Regions from separate parts of the Gossypium hirsutum genome. Here region 1 is linked to region 2. A link is a contact called in public Hi-C data. All regions are on one chromosome and are shown on one strand. The core of a region is the stretch at or near the end of the contact, and the rest is flanking DNA. Distances in the headings are between cores, read along the strand shown.

The links. Hi-C and Micro-C count contacts between places; a contact is called where the count stands out from the background.
Region 1: a Hi-C map of leaf shows a contact between it and region 2, with 2.2 times the contacts expected there. The contact joins the promoter of LOC107928205 here to the promoter of LOC107928217 in region 2. A contact is called at or near these places in 4 of 34 Hi-C or Micro-C datasets (all in leaf).

What each region holds. Positions count from the first base shown.
Region 1 is chrD01:62,706,976-62,709,675 of Gossypium_hirsutum_v2.1, forward strand. It overlaps LOC107928205 (1,4-alpha-glucan-branching enzyme 1, chloroplastic/amyloplastic), which reads left to right and starts at 1,266. Exons shown (of 22, transcript XM_041087629.1): 1 at 1,266-1,701; 2 at 2,343-2,497. The coding sequence starts at 1,572.
Region 2 is chrD01:62,578,795-62,581,584 of Gossypium_hirsutum_v2.1, forward strand. LOC107928217 (protein YIPF5 homolog) reads right to left here and starts at 1,414. Exons shown (of 1, transcript XM_016859404.2): 1 at 340-1,414. The coding sequence starts at 1,334. The coding sequence ends at 573.

The DNA.
Region 1 (2,700 bases), core at 16-2,515, 130 kb after region 2:
GTCACTTTTGTAAGCTTTAATATCTACTTCAACTTCTCCACATTAATCTAAATTTGTAGAATTTTTTAGGTTTAGGATCAAATTGATAGAATTTGTAAATATCAAGAGCTAAATTTGTCATTAAGCCAATAAAAAATTTAGGCTTAAGGGTGTAAAAAGCCTTCAAACTTTTTCAAAAAAAAGTAATTAAGCCCCTACTTTTTTTTTTGCATTCATTTGGGTACTTGAACTTTCAAAATATTTTGAAGCCCTCAAACCTTTTCAAAAAAAGCAATTAAGCCCCTACTTTTTTTTCACTCAATTGGGTACTTGAACTTTCAAAATGCATCAAAAATACCCTCAAACTTTTTTCAAAAAAGTAGTTAAGCCATGCTTTTATTAAAAATTAGAAAAAAATTAAAATCAATAAAAGCTATAAATATTATTAAATTATAATAAAAAATTAAAATATTAAAAATTAGAAAATAATAAAAATAATAAAAAAATATATAAAAAATATAAAATAGATAGAAATATAAAAATATAAAATTTTATAAAGCCGTAAGAAAATTATACAAAATATAAAGAAATATAAATTTTGTAAAAAAAAATTATAAAAACTATCATACCAAAAGAAGCATTTTATAATTTTTCTATAACTTTTATTGATTTTTTTTATCATTTTTACCACATGTCATAGTGTGTTGCGACGCATGATAGATTTTAATTAAAAAAACTAGGGGTTATTAATTTTTTAATGATTTTTATAAAATTTTATTTTTTTACAATTTTTATAAAAAAATCTAATTTTTTATTAAAATTTAATAATTTTTCTAAAATTTAATAATTTTTATAATTTTTTCTAATTTTTGCTTTTTTGAAAATTTTTGAGGGTCATTTTAATGCATTTTGAAAGTTCAAGTATCCAATTGAGTGAAAAAAAAGTAGGGGCTTAATTATTTTTTTGAAGAAATTTGAGGGTCTTTTGATGTATTTTGAAACTTCAAGTGATCAATTGAGTAAAAAAAAAGAGGGGCTTAATTGATTTTTTATTAAAAAGTTTGAGGACTTTTATAACTTTAAACAAAAAGTTTACTTATTAAAATTAAAATTTAATTTTAAAAATTGGAGTGATTAAAACGAAAAAATTAGTAATTGTATGAATAAGTTTTTAAATAAAATAAAAGAAGAAAAATAGAAATAGTAGGTTCAAGCATTAGCGCCGTTCCTTCCTCATCTCTTGTGCTAAGCAAAATCCATGTGGCGGGGTCATCGATATTCAACTTCATTTCACTAAAATAAAAATGAAAATGGACGGTTGAGAATGAATTTTGGATGTCTTGCTTTTGCCAAATCTATCATTTTACACCTATCCCCGTGCATTTCTTCACATCACACGTAGCACCTTACAAATAAATAATATATATATATTTTTAATTTTGTTTTCCTTCACTCTCGTTCACGCTACTCTCGGTGTTTGTAGCTTCCAGTGGCGAGAATTTTTCTCTTCTTCTCTCCTTTTTCTTCTCTTTTTCTGGATCTGTCATTATTTTCTTGCTTTCCAAACAGAAAATAAATAAATAAAGTAAGTAATGGTTTACAGTGTGTCTGATTTACGATTACCTTGTTCGCCTTCAGTTTACAGCTTCAACCAGTCTAGTTTCAATGCCTCTCGTAGAAGTAGCAGTTTCTCTTTATTGTTGAAGAAGGATCTCTTTTCTCGTATTCTCTCTCTCTCTCTCTCTCTCTATACTTCTTATTGTTTTCATTTTTGGATTTATGATTCTGTTTATGTTTCCTATTATATATTTTTATGCAATTTTTTATTCAGAGCGGGATTTATTTATTTTTGTTTTTAACTTATTCGATGTAATATATAATCAATCTAATTTTATTTTTATTGGTTAGTTTGAGTCACGCGGGAAGGAAATGTATGCAAGTTCGATGTTGTATGCTTTATGAGATATAGAATTAAGGAAATTGTTTTAAATATTAGTTTATTAATAGTTAAATCTTCTTTGATTTAGCTAGTGATCCTGGTATGTTGTAAGCGTTAATATTGAATTAAAAGAGGTGAATTGATCAACATACTTCAAAATATTACTGCTAGGTTTTTTACTCTGTTTTTTAAAAAAAAAAAAAGAAGAAGTAATAGTTGCTAACGAGGGAAGCTTAGTTTAAAGTTGAAATTGGAATTTTAAGAAGGATGATTGCAGTGTGATGACCGAAATACTTCGGCAGAAAAAAAAGGCGCTTTTGCCAGTATAATTTTAGTATTGTCAAAAGAATGCCATGGAAGGTGACTGCTTTCATGATCATTTGATTTCCACTATGTAGAAAATTGATTTGATGCTTGCTTGTAGGGAAGATCTTTGTGCAAAAATCTTCTTATGATTCGGACTCGTCGCCCTTAACTGTTGCATCCAAGAAAGTGCTTGTTCCTGATGATCAGGGTGAGGGTGCTTCATCCTTGACAGATGAATTGGAAAGCCCTAGCAATATTTCAGATGATCCACAGGTTTTCCATTTTCTGAGAATAATGCACTGTATTTTTTTATGGAAATGTTTGATTTTAGTTTTACTGTGTGCAGTTGAACTTTCATGAGTTTATGATATAGGATTGAATTGAGAAATGGAAGTTTGAGATGGTGTTGATGTCAATCAAGCGTGTTGGTTCTCTGAAACAGTTCTGACTTGTTATCGAAAACTTGTGTTTCTAGA
Region 2 (2,790 bases), core at 164-2,663:
GATTTGTGATTAGGGTACATGTTTGTACTCGATAAAACAGAACCATCCAAATAGCTAGATCATGAATAAAATCAAATATTCATGCAAATAGGTGATGATGAAGAAGGTAAATTCCCATTTCATGTCCTCAAACAAGTTTATCTTCTTCTATCTTACTCAGGCTCAGGATTCGGGTAGCTTGATAAATCCAAAATTCACGAAACGAATAATAATGAAGAAGGTAAAAGCCTTATTCAAGTCCTCAAACAAGTTTATATTTTTCTATATTAGTCGGACTTGGGATTCGGGTTCATGTCAAACACAAATATGCTCAATAATTTTTTTCTAAAAAACTTAGGATACATTTGAAAGATCATATAGATATCCATGTCAAGTGAAAAAGAGCTCAATACATACCGAGTAATAACTTTGAGCTAGAAAAGGCAAATTTCTATGAAATTTCAGTCCAGTTCAACATTGTAGATATCAAAATTCAACCAAAAAAAAAAAGAAAAGAAAACCTCTTTAGAATACATAGCAATTAGTATCCACTAAAATAACCTAACCCTAGATACAAGCACATTGTGCTTCAATTAAAATATAACAAGAAGCGAAAACAAAGTGTAGATCAAGAAACAAGCGTACGATATAAGGCCGCGATGTTCTTCACCTCCATCAGCAAGTGCCACCATTAAATTGGTGCAAGCCCTAGTGGCCCAAACAACGAAAACCCCAGCCACAGCGTACCTAGCAACGCTCGTCCCCTGGGGAATAAAAAGCGATGCTGCCGAGAAGATCACCACCGGCAACATACAATAACCAACCACGCTCGTACACGTATGAAGATCTAGGTTGCCGTTGCGACCCGCTAACATATTGAAAACGACATAGAGGAAAATCGAGGAGACGACGATCCAGCCAAGGATGACGCCGAATTGGATCTTGCCAGCGAGGAGTTGGAATAAGCAGAGGGATAAGTAGAGAAAGATAGGGCCTGATAAGTCGGAGTCTTTATGGGCCGTCGAGTTCACCCGGAGAGGGTTGAGGATGGATCTGGTTTTGTACCAGATTTGATCCGGGTGGATACCGAGTTCATCGAGAAGGGGCTCTTCGTCTTCGAATGAAGCGGATCCGGTTGCTGCGGAGGAGGAGATTGAACCGCCTAAGGATACCGACGACGATGTGGCCGAACCCATATCGAAAGACATGAAGGGTAAAGCGGAAGAGGAGGAAGGAGGGCGTGAGGGTTGGAATGGAGCAGTGGGTACGCGGCGTTGGTTGATGTTTCCAACGGAAGGGTTGACTCCGCTGCCGGAGGGGAAGACCACCGGCGGCACCGTGAATTCTTTCGCCATTTCTTGTTAAAGCTACAGAGACTTGTTTTGTGAGTATCTAGAAATTACTATATTTTTTCCGTGGAATCTTTTCGTGTTTCCAAGTTTTAAGCTTCTTAATGGATTTTATTGGGCGCTGATTAGACCCGGCCCGGCCTGCCGGGTTTTCGGGAATTTAATAAACATTTTTATTAAATTTTAATTATAAAAACATATTAAATATGAAAAAATATTTGCTACACCACGAGTAAAGTTTTTAGACTCGATAAGTAGTGCTAGAGGGTGAGCGTACATTGTCAATGTACCAAATGAGATATTACTATTCTATTTTTTTATATTATTCATATTCGTTTTACAGTTTATATTCAAGATTCGTGACTGCCCCTCCCAATAATTTCATCTCTAGGGGTGAATATTTGATTGAATTAAATGAAAAATTTTCGAGTTAATTGAGTTGATAAGTGAAAAGAAGTTCCTAAACCCTTAATTTATTCATGAAAAGCTTATACTTGTTATCAAGAGCAACAAGGTCGTTGTAGTATAGTGGTAAGTATTCCCGCCTGTCACGCGGGTGACCCGGGTTCTATCCATGGCAACGGCGAATATTTTTTCAATTTGAAAGCTCGATTTCTGAGAAAGAGCGATGAAGAAGCTGTACTTTCAAATTATGTCTGATTAATACTTCTTGGGTATCGTCTCCATTTTCAAATCTATTCATGAAGATAGTTGAGTTGTTAGTCCAGAATATAGTGTTCTATGATAATTTAATGAAACTCACTAGTAACTCGTAGTGATTCTGAACCATTAAGTTTGTTTTTTCCCCCTGTAAACTATCAACATTAATGGATCCATTATCCAATTAAAGAGAGAACAATGATAATACTATATGACAAAGATGATGGAAATAGGAAGAACTTGGGTCCATGTCTGGGGTCTTGATGTCTATATATCCTGCAGAATCAGGGTTCGCCATTGTTATAATAGGAAGAACTTGGGTTAGAATTGAAGCTGAGGTTGAGGTGGTCAGTAATGGTAATGGCTGAATTTTTTGGCTTAGAGTAGGTGGGGTTGGAGAATTTTTGGTTAAGCTCAGATAATAGGGCTTGATTCTCCTCGTTGAGAAGCTTTGCTTTCTTCCTCAACCTCTCATTCTCTTTCAGTATGTAACAGTTCTTTATGTATAGCTCTAAGTTTAGCTTTTCCATGACTATCAAAACTTCCTTCAACTTGCCTGTAATGGTCCCCCGAAACCCAGTTAAAAAACCAATGGGGTATTAGGATAAAAGAAACCACTGTAATTGACACAAATTATATGCATGGCATTAAAGATCACTAATTGAACAGAAACTTACACTATAAAACTGGTTATCTTATTAGTGGAGAAACAAGCAGGTGGATGATGGCAAGTGATACTTGTTTTGTGAGTAATATTTTGTAGGAGCAACCCTGTATGGTCTATATATAGGGGATTATAATT